Regions from separate parts of the Rattus norvegicus genome. Here all the other regions are linked to region 3. A link is a contact called in public Hi-C and HiChIP or PLAC-seq data. All regions are on one chromosome and are shown on one strand. The core of a region is the stretch at or near the end of the contact, and the rest is flanking DNA. Distances in the headings are between cores, read along the strand shown. Region 1 has its middle 180 kb from the start of Atp2b1. Region 2 has its middle 38 kb from the start of Poc1b. Region 3 holds the start of Atp2b1 (ATPase plasma membrane Ca2+ transporting 1).

Region 1 (4,279 bases), core at 441-2,940, 180 kb before region 3:
GGGGACAGGAAAGGGGAGTCCCAAACTTAGTAAGTTTAAAGAAAAGAATGTTTGAAAACAAGAGGAGGGATGTATAAGAAATATTTAATGCATGTGGTGTTTCCTATTAAATACTATAAAACTTGCGTTTCCGACAAAGAATTCATTATGCAAAATTTTTAATCTCCCCCACAGACAAAACCTTTGTTTACAAAAAGGTCCCCTGCTACTTCCCAGGAACAATGTCACCTGACCCCTTCCTCCTTCATTTCTCGAGTGACAGCTGAAGAAGACTGTAAGGTTGGACCCCAGCCAATGGGCCAATGGGAAGGACACAGTCACTACCTGAATTAGAATAAAAATCAAGTGTATTGTTCCAATCATACCCTCTTGATTAAGAGTAAAATTTGCCTTATCTACACACACACACACACACACACACACACACACACACACACACACACACACACATCTGTTCACTCCTTTTGCAGCAAATGTCCAGATCAGGGGTTTTGATGACAGTGTTTGAGAGTGTTGGTTTGAAAAACAGGATTTCACCTTATAGCCTAAACTGGCTACACACACACACACACACACACACACACACACACACACAGAGAGAGAGAGAGAGAGAGAGAGAGAGGCCCTGCCTCAGCTTCAAATCTGTTGGGATTACAGGCATTTGCCACCATATCTAGCTTGAAATGAGAGCTTTTATTAAAAGAATGCAATTTATTGGTGATAGATTATTTCTCCGTTGGTGAAATGAGTCCATTCTAGCCAGATTAGATTATATATTAAAGGCAGGTTTATTGTGGAGCTGCTCTCCAGTGGGTTCACTGGCCCTAAGGATTGAGGCTAAGAAAGTCACCATGGGGAGGTGGCAGCCAGAGAAAGGAGAGAGGGAAAGTGCAGAGAGAAAAGGAAGAAGGAAGAGGGGCAGGAGGAGGAGGAAGAGGAGAGGAGGAGGGTAGGGAGAGAGATAGAGATAGAGAGAGAGAGAGCCTCTGGGGAAAGGGCAGTTCAACCCCTAGGATGGAAAGTTCAAAATCAGGGGAGCAGGGAATGCCAGGTAGGGACTGAGGGATGCTGGAAGAACCTGGAGGCCAGGTCTGCTGTGATGTGTGAAATATTCCCCAGGGATCCAAAGCCAAACAATTATAGATGGTTTCACTCTAAAGGATGGTATTAAGAGCTCATAGTAGAAGAGTAGACCCTTGAGAAATACATACTTCTTTGAAGGAGTATTTAAACTGAGCTTTTAAGAGGAACTTGGTCTCACCCAGGAAACAAGTATAGAGAAAAAAGGGGGTCTAAATGTTTAACCTGTCAACACCAGGATGTCTGTGAACAACTTCAGACCAGAAATTGAGCCACTGGTATTTGATCACAGGCCCGTAGAGCCACTTTCTGTGAAGTGGACCACAGGCATAGCATTCTTGAAAGCGTTGGAGGACAGAAGATGGAGGACCCATACAATTCAGCGTTTCTGAATGAGTCTGGTTAAATGCTTGGCCTTGTACCCCATTTCTGTAAGCCAAGATGGACTTTGCTGACTCCAACCAGGGTTAAAGCCTTGTCTTTTATCTCCTGACCTTGACTCTACTTCCAGCTACTTCCTTGTCAAGCTGTCCTCTGCAGACGGGACACGGCAGTCGAAGCAGTCCCCAGCAGCTGGCATCTGACCAGTGCTGTTGGCAAACGCATTTTCTACTGGCTGTGCAAACTGGTGAGCCTCAGAGTCATCTCAGGAGGAGAGTGAGGTGGCATTCGCAAACGCGAACATGAGTAATGTGAGCTTGTCGAGCCTTCTGCTTCTAAAAAACAGATTTCTGTGACAGAATTAGATAAAGACCTATTTCAAACTTGCATAACTCAGCATTATGCTATGCAAATCTTCATGCTTTTAATTTCCTGCTAAATTTCATGGTCCAAAAAAATCAACAGATGCTGAAGAAAATTATATTTATGTAAAAGAGCTTCTAATTCAATATGAAAATAATAAAAGAATGAAGCTTTCTCTTGCAACTCAAAAGAATCTGGGCAGAATTTTGGAGTCCAAGAGTTTCCCCTAGGGTGTCCTGGCATAATATAGTGACCAGATGAAACCAATACAACCCTGCCAAAGCGCGCGCGCACACACACACACACACACACACACACACACACACGCACACACACACGCACACACACACATGCACACACACACACGCACACACACACATGCACACACACACACGCACACACACACATGCACACACACACACGCACACACACACATGCACACACACACGCACACACACACGCACACACACACGCACACACGTGTGCGCTCGCTCTCTCTCCTTCTTCTTCTTCTTCTTCTTCTTCTTCTTCTTCTTCTTCTTCTTCTTCTTCTTCTTCTTCTTCTTCTTCTTCTTGACACCAATTATTTTCTTCACAACTTTTTAATATCATATCTTTCATGCTATCTGAGTATTTGGGGGCCTTTTGAGGATACAGCGCCTGCTCTGACTTTTACTCATTTCAAAAATTAAGAAAAACAAAAACAACAAAAAAACACACGCGTGTGGGTGTGTGGGCACATGGATTCATATTTTAGAAACACAGGTAAACCGTAGAGTGACATCTTACAAACTCGGGTCATCGGGCTTAATGTTGCTGAATTTTGACATGTGAACTTCTAGCCCAAAATTTAGTGGCTTATAATAGCCACAATCATTCCTTTTAACGATAGCAAACATTGATCAGCCTGTGCTTAGCAGTACTTAGCTCCGTGTCCTTGATTTCAATCTGTATTCTTCCAGTGGCCAGGCTGAACTAGAATCCAAACCGGCACGTACTCACTTGGCAGAAGCTTACCCAGGGCCTGCTGACTGAAGCACCCAGTCCTCCTTCATGTGGTCTTTCCATATCATTCGGGCTTCTCACAAGATATATTATTTTGTGGCCTATTATAGCATCTCAGTGTAACATTAAATTTGCAGGTGTCATACCACAACATTACTTCTCTTGCCTGAACATTTTTCAGGATAAACTCTGGTCAAAGGGAACAGCCAGGCTGCCTCTCCGTAAGCCTTCACACTACCCAGATCTATGGTGTCAGCAGAGGAAGCACAACTGAAGGTTTTATTATTAGGGAAGTAATCTCATTGCTGTTTATAAAGTGCCTTCTCTCCGTTGACTCGGTCTCAATGGTAACCAGAGAAACTGACTCATGGCTTCCGGCTTCTCTTCAAGGCAGGAACTGAGTGAGAAGTTTTCAAATTACTCAAGTCAGATCTGATTTCAAGGAGGCCCATAACTCCTTGGAGTCATTTAAAAGATCAGGGGTCATCTAGACTTGAAAATTCCTGTGGTTTAAAACCCTGTTTGGGATTTACCTTGAGCTCTGTAAATGTTAAAAATAGCCCAAATAATGTCCCAACAGATGCTGTCAAATGACAGTACAGCAGACCACTTAAGTATAACTGTTAGGTACGTGGGAACTCTACTCACTGATTCTGTCTAGTAAGTACTCAATTTAAAGATGATCTTCAAAAAAAATATCACCGTCCATTCATTTTACACTTCAGCTGTTTTAAGTTTCAAGTCCAGGACAAGAGGTTCAGGTGCCTATTTAACATATCAAAGGGAATCTGGCAAGGTTCTCCCAGCATCCCTCAGTCCCTACCTGTTAAAGGGTATAGCTGGCGTACCCCAGCAGCTACCCGACCTTTCCAGCCAAGGGCTGGGATGCCCTTCCACCAGAGGCTCTTCCCTATGTCTCCCAGACATTTTAGTTATGTGTACCTTTGCCTACAGGCTGCAGCACCTGGTTGCTCCCCGTCTCTCTTCCCCTCTTCCTCTCCCCACAAGGTTCAAGGTCATGACCACTCTGGACTCTCCTGGTTTGTTACTGCCTCTGGCTATGTCTCCCATTTATCTACAGTAAACTTTTCTCCTGCATACCTGGCAGCACTCATGTCCTTTCCTTTCCCTTCTTTCCTTTTCTTTTTTTCTTTCGTTTCCCCCGTTTATCTAGTGCCGAATAAAGCTGCAAAAATCCTAACCTTATAAGCTACAGTTTAACAGAGCACTTGCCTGGCATGTATGAGGTCCCTGCACTGGGTCCCTAGCACTGCAAAAAGAATAAACAGAATGATTTTTTTTTTAAAGCAACAAAAGATTCCATTTCCACTGGAGAAGTGAGGCTTCACTTTCTGCATGAACTAAATGGGGCTGGAGGAAGCAGAAACTTGCATGTGGTCATGTTTCAAGCCTGCCCTGGGCTTTACCAAGGGCTCGGTAAAAATGTAGG
Region 2 (4,275 bases), core at 428-2,927, 150 kb after region 3:
CCGCAGGACTGGGTTGATGGGGGATGGCTGTGGCCACAGCAGATTGTACCATCAGATGTTTGGCTGGGTGAGCGCAGCAACATGCCAATCATTCTGCTGCAGCTTGGGCTCTTGCTTGGGCTGTTCACATGCCCTAAACATCTTTCACCACAGATAAGGGTTCAGGTTCCTCACCCACACTTCTTTTTTCTTTTATTAGACATATTTCTTTACTTACAATTCAAATGTTATTCCCTTTCCCAGTTTCCTATCCATAAGCCCCCATCCTTTCCCCCTCCCCCATACAGGTATTCCCCCCATCTATCCCCTTTACTGCCCCCCCATATTCCCCTGCACTGGGGGTTCAATCTTGACAGGACCAAGAGCTTCCCCTTCCACTGGTGCCCCAACAAGGCTATTCTCTGCTACCTATGCAGTTGGAGCCCTGGGTCGGTCCATGTATAGTCTTTCAGCAGTGGTTTAGTCCCTGGAAGCTCTGGTTGGTTGGCATTGTTGTTTTTATGGGATTGCAAGCTCCTTCAACTCTTTCAGTCCTTCCTCTAATTCCTCCCAAGGGAGTCCCGTTCTCAGTTCGGTGGTTTGCTGCTAGCATTGACCTCTGTATTGGACATGCTCTGGATATGTCTCTCAGGAGAGATCTATATCCGGTCCCTTTTAGCATGCATTTTTTAGCTTCATCAATCTTATCTAGTTTTAGTGGCTGTATATATATATATATATGGGCCACATGTGGGGCAGGCTCTGAATGGCCACTCCTTCAGTCACTGCTCTAAACTTTGCTTCCATATCCCTTCCTATGGATATTTTCCCCCTTTTAAGAAGGAGTGGGAGCATCCGCATTTTGGTCATCCTTCTTCTTGAGCTTCCTGTGGTCTTGTGGATTGTATCACCCACACTTCTAAAGCCACATCCCCAGGGACACCTCCCTGACCATCCTAACCTAAAATAGCACTGTCTACCTCATCTGCTTGGCACCCTCATTAGAGAATGATGACACTACTGTACATTTTTGCTGGTGTGTTTGCTGCCTGGACTCGGTGAGTTAAGGGGTGATGACTTAGCCCACTCTTCTCCAGCTCTGTGTGCAGCACACACATGCGAATGATGGCTGAGGAGACAAATCCATAAACAAAACCAAAGAGCAAGAGGACATTGATTGGGGTGATTATGAAAAGTTGAGATTGCAGGGAGAGAAAACTACAAGGAGCTAATGGTCTCTCGTTTTTCCACATATTTACCAAACTTGATTATTTTCACCTACTACTCTCCTGTGCTGAAGGCAGGTCAATGAAGAGAGCGCAAATCTCCAATTCTCTAGGACTTGTATTCAACTCCTGGAGACAGACAATAAACAAGATCAATAATTAATTATGCACCGCGCCAGAGGAGATATGCCTTGCAGAAAAGTGGAACAGGGTAAAGATCTAGAACAGAGAGCGAGCAGTTACAGGTTAAGCTGACCAGCGGGGGACTGAGACAGTATGTCCCAGTTTAGGCATGGAAGACAGAAGAAAGGACTTTTAACAGCCACCGGGGAGCGTCTCCTGGGAGGAAGACACAGTCAGCGAGCACACAGAATCTATGTTTGGGGCATGACTGGCAGCGGTGTATGGGGAACAACCCAGAAGCTGGTGTCTTCAGCAGAGCCAGGAAGGAGGAGGGGTCGGGGGAAATGAGGCCGGTGGAAGTTGTTGTCCGCTGACGTCAGAATCTGGGACTTCCTTCTGAGCAATGGGCAACAAAGTAACAAGTTTGGGCTTTCCAGTTAAATATCGTCAGAGGACGGATCCTGGCTTTATCACTAATAAAACTGACATCCAGATGGTTATACGTTTAAAATTACAAAGCCAAGTGGCCAAGCTCGGATTGGCACATCCACATTCTAAACCTACGCTCTTGGCCAAGAACTCTGTCTTCCCAAAAGACCCATGGAGAATAGGGCTCCCCAGATGGCAGGAGAGCAAGAGTCCGTTTCTGTGTAGGAGGTCAGATTTCTCTGCCAAGGCCAACAATAAAAGCTCTGTCGCAGTCATTCCTTATGGATGAGTCCTTCCGGCTTAAAGAGAGCCTCGGCCCTCACCCACCCCTCCACCTGCTGTGTAATATAAGTGACTAAGAAGTGTGTCACCGAAGTACTAGCAGGCCAGACCTTAGAAATCTAGAGATTTTGTCCTGAGCATGTGAATGCCTGGCCTTCATGACCCTTAAGCAGAGAGCTGTCTTTTCTTAAGCCCCAATAGATTTTTTTGTTTTGTTTTGTTTTGTTTTGTTTTTGTTTTTGTTTTTTTGGTTCTTTTTTTCGGAGCTGGGGACCGAACCCAGGGCCTTGCGCTTCCTAGGCAAGCGCTCTACCACTGAGCTAAATCCCCAGCCCCCCCAATAGATGTTTTAATCTTTGTGTGTATGCCCATGTGTTCCTGTGTAAATGCAGGTATACTCCTGCCGCTGTACCAATGTAGAGGTCAGATGGCAACCATAGTTGTCGGTCCCTTGTTCTGATGTTTCCATATCCCCACCCCGGTCATGCTTATTAGTATCGTTCGAATGTGTTTTGGGCCAAGGAAAGCCAACCTAGCCTAGCTGAAGCAAGTCCCAGATCCCTCGATCTTTTCAAAAGATTCTTTCTTCTCCTCATTGTGACACAGGTAGTCCGTCCCTGACTCTTCCACTCCCTGAGCCTCTGCCCTGGACAGAAGAGTCAAGCCTGACTCTCCCCACTCTCCCCCTTTCTCCTCTGAAAGACAGTATTCTAACGTCTAAGAACTCCTCAGCACTACCACCCTTTATTTAATTTTTTTTTTTACTGTCTTATTCTGTTTTCACAATGATTATCAGTCCAGTTTACAAACAGGGACCCTAAAACACAATGTTAACCAGTTAACGACACCTTTCAAAAAACCCACTGTAGTCTCTTAAGTCCTAACTGAACTTAAGATCATTACATCCTGGGTACTGAAGACAACTGTGCACCAGGCAGATAAATCCTTAGAAAACCTCCAGTTCTGGAGAAAAAAAAAATAAATGAGTCAGCACCCCTGAAGTCTTACTTCACCCTCAGTGGTGTAGTTCTGTTGTACAGAGGACTCTTTTTTGGAGGAACCTGGGAAGGTAAAAGTTTCTCTCTGCTATGAGCCTATAAGGTTGAAGTTGGTTGTTTGCTGACCTAACGATCACTTGAAGCAGCTTGCAAGGAAAGCTGATTAAAAGTAAAGCATGTCTCCCTGTCTCCCGGACTGAATGCTCCCATTAAGGTTTGAATATCCCTCTTGTTCCTTTAAGCCGCGGCGAGCAGCCAAGTCATTAACTTTCTGATAGCCTGTCCTCTGCATGCTATCTGCTCCAGATCTGGACTTGGTGACTCAAGTTGCCGAGCCGCCTTGATGGAAACAGGAATGAGCAAACATGTAGCATACTGTCTGAGCGGTTCCCCACCTCCGAAAAAAATGGAGGAGGAAAACCTCACAGAGCTATTGTTTACTTCTGTCAAATGCCTGGGCGTTTCTGCGTTGTCTTCCCAACCTGATTTTTACAATGCAGCCAACAGCAAAAATGACCTTTTCTGTGCTCAGCGCTGTAAGTTTCAGTGTGTGTATAAATTCATGTAGTCCCGGTTACAACCAACATCATGAAAATACACATTTCTGGGCTGGGTGTGGTGGCTCACATCTGTAATCCCAGGAGTCCAAAGGCTCAGGCATCAATGGCTTAGGCTAGACACAACGAGACCTTGCTTCAAAACCGAAGCCCCAAACAAGCACAACAAAAGCTTCCTTTGAGTCTCCCCCTCTGAATTCTGATGGGGAACCCACTTCCATCCACTGCCTCGCTGTACTGTTCAGACTTCTAGAGACATTTTGTTTCGTAGGTGGAATCCACCCCACGCGCGAGGCTGGCTCCTTTCACTGGGTCTAATGACTTTGAGACGCATCCAAGTTTCTGAGTGATTCAATAGCTGGTTCTGCACGGTGCCGAAGAGAATTCCATTATAGAGATGTTCTGCTGTTTGTCTCTCCATTCCACTCGGAGGACATTTATATTTACACCGTTTCCTATTTGGGGTGACTATGAATAGAACCAGTTATAAACATTTATGAACAGTTTCTTTGGGGGGGTGTGCTTTTGGTAACATTTGTTTCTAGACGTGGTGATAGATACATGTTTAACCTAACTTAAGAACTGTGGAGTCTTATTTTCCTTCTAGTTCGGGGATACTTTGTACTCCCAGCAGCAGAGCACTAAGTTCTAGCCATGACGTCCCTGCCATTATTTGATATT
Region 3 (3,898 bases), core at 1,082-3,581:
TAATGTATACTAATATATCTCCAGATCAATGAAATCTAAGTTCAAGATGAAGATGATATGTGGATATAATATACAGAGGCATTTTTGACTTGAGGCAGCTCAATATTTTATAAGAAAAATGCCGAAGGGTTGAGCTCTAGTCCAGTACCAGGGTACTTACTGGTCACCATGAGGCTACAGTTCCATTCTTCCAGACCTAACTCAGCATTTTTATATCAAAAAGTATGTCATTTAGGGAAGTTTCAGGATGAAACCCTGCAGGAGGGGAAAAAATTGAATTTCTTAATGCACAGTTGCTTCTATATCAGTTTCAGCTTTAATTTTGTATCTGAAGGATAAAAACACACAAATCGAATATACAGTACAATTATGCTGGCTGCTAGCTATATGAGAGTAAGTTTATCATATATGCAATTCACATAAAGCACATACAACTATGTTCTGGGACATATATGTTTTCACTTGTGGGTTCATCTTTGCATGCAAATAAAAATCTCACTGCAATAACGTTCTATAGTGAGGATGCTCAGTGATTTTTTTTCGTGAACACATACTTTAATAACATGCATTTTATGAGTTAGAATCGCAGCAAACCCACAAAGTGAACAGATTCTAGTTTAATCTATTATCGTTTTTTGCTGGTGTAGCATACGATGATTCACTCAATACTTTAATGTCAACTTGTTGATTAAAATAGAATGCATAATTCAATTTTCTATGGGGACTTCCTCGGAGGAAGGCTGGGAATGAGTTATTCTGAAAAGAGACTTCAGGGCGAGAAAATACTGGAAATTACCTAAGTGAAATTTAATTAATTTGGTTTCCTAATTGTAGATTTGAAAGAGTATCAGGAAGGGCTATTTATTGTACCACATCAACCAATTCTCTGTGATAAACAGAGAGAGAAAATACCCAGTGCCAATTTTACACGTCAAGGGCACAGCTCAGAGGTTGGTAATGTCTACCCTGGAGGAAGATAAAAATGGAAAAATTATTTTCAGCAGTTTTATCATGGAAAATTTGCTTTTAAACTCAAGTATTTTCTTTTCAAGCCTTTATTTTAAAACAGATGCTACCAGGCAGGGAACATATATAATGCAGTTCTTGCCTTACCCGTGTGCTTTTGAGAGGGCTATGAAACTACCAATTCTTTCATTTCAGGGTTGAAAAAAAAAAAAAAACAACACACTACGGAACACTTTTTTTTTTTTTTTTGGTTTCTCGAGCTAAGTGATACTGAAAATAACACACATAAAGGTCTAAATTGTTCAGAGAGGGGGACCTTTAGTTCAAGCAGAGATTATAGAAGGATGGGGCAGGATATACACATCTTTAAATGTGTGGATACAGTCAAGAAGATCCCCTTTTAAAGTAGATGCAATGAGGAGCGGTTTTCTTTTGAACTGCAACACGTTCAAGAGGTCGGACCAGAATCGGCTATCTTGTACCATCTAAATACTGCACGGTACTCTGCATCCTCCCCCCCCCGCCCCCCCCCCGCTTTCGTTTCTTTGCTCCACGGGAAAGATGGTAGCGTTTAAGTATTATGAATTAAAGACCCACTAGCTGGCCACAGGTTGGGGGGTAAAAAAGGGCAGCAAACCCAAAAGAGAAACACGAGGACTTCAAGCGCGGTGCGAGGCCTGTTTGCACCGGCTAGAGGACACCGTTTGGGCGCTGCAGCGGGGATCCCCGGTGTCTGTGGCCGGGCCAGCGCGCCTACAGGGCGAGTGGGCTCTCTTCCCAAAGGGGTAGGCACTTTGGCTGTCGGGCGAGTGCGTCACTGTCCGGGACAAGAGACAGGTCCGCTAGGGAGTGGGCGCCGAGCCGCTCTACTGTCCGGTAACCCGGTTTCGTCTCCACCCGGGGGCGACTCGAGCGGGACCCCAGGTGAAGGGCGTCCCACGGCTGCGGCAGTCGCTGCTCTCCTGCCTCCTCACGTTGCAGGAGCCGCCCGGCCGCGCGCCCCGGCACCGGCGGTGACTGACGGAGTCGCCGCCCCCTCCTCCCCCGCCGCCCCCTCCCGCGGCCCTCCCCGGTCCGACACGTCATGGAAACACAGACGTCAGAGCCCGACGGCCAATCGGAAGCCGCCGCAGGAGGGGAAGGGGGAGAAAAGAGCGCAGGAGGGGGCGGGGGTAGCCGGGAGCCCGGGGAGCAGGGAAGGAAGAGAGGGAGGGGCGCGCGGAGGCGCGAGTCGCCCGCCCGGCACTCCAGGCCACCCTTTCCGCACCGCGCGCTGCAAGTTCTGGTTTCCCCCCGCCCCGGGCGCGCGCTCTCCAGGCGGAGACGCGCTCACCGGATCCTCCCCTTAAACGCCCTCTCCGGGAAGCGCCAGTCCCGGTCCGAGCCGCGCTACCTCCGCTCGTGCGCGCGCGCGCGCCCGCCCGCCCTCAGGCTCCCCGCGGGCCGCGTCACGTGACCGCGCCCAGCCAAGGCGGCAGCGGCGGCCGCGCGAGCATCGGCAGCGGTGGCAGAGGCAGCGGGAGCAGCTGCGCTGCCAGCGTGGAGCGGGAGGCGTGGAGGTGTGGAGAAGAAGGGAGCGTCGGACCGGAACGGGTGAGCGCCCTACTCCCCCTTGCCTGCTCGGGCGGCCCCGCGGGTCACCCGGTGCATACGGGCCCCTGCCCGGAGCTGGCCGTAGCCCCTTGAGCTCCGCCGTCTGCGAACCGGTGTCTGCCGGACCCCGCCCCGGGTTGCACCCCGCCCGCCGCTGCTGCTGCTGCTGCGGACGACGGCGCGGGGCCGGTTGAGCTGCTGTGCTGAGCGCGGCGCGCCCTGAGCGCGGCTTTGCGGAGCGGAGGAGGCGGGTCCTGCGGGGACGCGAGCGGCCACTCGGCGGCCGCCGGGCTCTGGGCGGGGGCCGGCCGGGCGCCGCCTCCTCCTCCACCGCCGCCGCCTCCTCGCGGTGCAGCGTGAGTAGGGAGCCCCGGCTGGTGGACGCCGAGTCTCTGGGCTCCACCGCCGCCTCCTTCCAGAGGTGCAGTCGCACCTCCGCGTGGCGCCCCGATCCCTGCGAGCCGGCTGCGGGTACGTCCCGCGACCCCTCGCCGCCACCCCCGGACCCACCCGCCTATCCTTCCTTGATTCTTCTCTCGGAAAAATGGTTCCCGCTGCGGGCGAGGTGAGTGGCGGCCGGTGGCTGCCCGCGGCGGGGGCGGCCACCTGCGGGGGAGGCCGGGTGGGGCGCGCAGGGCGCGGCGGGGGTCCTGACAGCTGGGCGCGGGGTGGAGCGTGGCCGGTCCCCGCGAAGTTGGCGGCGCCGCCGGGGTTCGCTCCTGCTAGGAGACCGTAAAGGTGAGAAGGCTTCCTCGCCGCGCGCCTCGGCGCCGGGTCCAGCTTGGAGTCTCCGTCCCAGTGGCTTCTCGTCTACACCCGGGCGCTCTCCGACTTCGCGGGGCTGCCTCTGCTGCCGCCACAGCCCATCCGAACACTGGTCGCCCCCACCCCGGCATGTGGTGACCTTGAGGGCAGCGGTGCCGGGCACTCCTTCTCCCCGCGCCCCGGGAGGGTCACCCATTTAATCCCTGGCTTGGGCCCCCAGGAGGTACTGCCGGTGCAAGGTGAAGGTTCGTCGTCGGTCCCCCGGAGAGGGTGGTGTGATAGATGCGTGTCAGACAGGACGGTGACTCCCGGGGAGTTGGAGAGCCGCCTGGACGCTCTCTTCAGGTCTTGAGTCTAGCTCCTCAGGATGTTCACGGTTGTTTCCGATTCATGTTTATATACTTAGTTTAAATGAAAATAAAATCTGCTCTGTCCTCGGGTCCTCAGAAAGGGTCAGTAAGAAAGAGGGTGGCATTCCTATTGCGGGGAGGGGGTGGGAGGGCGGGGGGGGGGCTGGGGTTTCTTCTCTATTTCATCTTGCGGGAGAATTTTGTGGCTTAGCTAGTTAGCGACC

Evidence for each region. Hi-C and Micro-C count contacts between places; a contact is called where the count stands out from the background. HiChIP or PLAC-seq counts read pairs in DNA pulled down with a chosen protein or histone mark.
Region 1: a contact with region 3 is called in a Hi-C map of the A7r5 cell line, with 5 times the contacts expected there. The contact joins the enhancer-like site here to the promoter of Atp2b1 in region 3. A contact is called at or near these places in 2 of 12 Hi-C or Micro-C datasets (the A7r5 cell line and the Rat2 cell line).
Region 2: an H3K27ac HiChIP or PLAC-seq map of oligodendrocytes shows a contact between it and region 3, with 6 times the contacts expected there. The contact joins the enhancer-like site here to the promoter of Atp2b1 in region 3. A contact is called at or near these places in 6 of 12 Hi-C or Micro-C datasets (the A7r5 cell line, the Rat2 cell line, Schwann cells and 3 more) and 1 of 1 datasets of contacts at active chromatin or transcription factors (oligodendrocytes).

The regions. Positions count from the first base shown.
Region 1 is chr7:35,438,266-35,442,544 of GRCr8, forward strand. No RefSeq gene overlaps it. Among named protein-coding and RNA genes, the nearest start is that of Atp2b1, 180 kb to the right of the region's middle. Within about 2 kb of position 1,691, at least 17 of the 93 cell types and tissues checked have an H3K27ac peak or open chromatin away from gene starts, as enhancers often do. A contact at or near this core is called in the A7r5 cell line, where this site is marked.
Region 2 is chr7:35,771,149-35,775,423 of GRCr8, forward strand. No RefSeq gene overlaps it. Among named protein-coding and RNA genes, the nearest start is that of Poc1b, 38 kb to the right of the region's middle. Within about 2 kb of position 1,678, at least 13 of the 93 cell types and tissues checked have an H3K27ac peak or open chromatin away from gene starts, as enhancers often do. A contact at or near this core is called in the A7r5 cell line and Schwann cells, where this site is marked.
Region 3 is chr7:35,620,130-35,624,027 of GRCr8, forward strand. It overlaps Atp2b1 (ATPase plasma membrane Ca2+ transporting 1), which reads left to right and starts at 2,332. Exons shown (of 21, transcript NM_001399339.1): 1 at 2,332-2,559.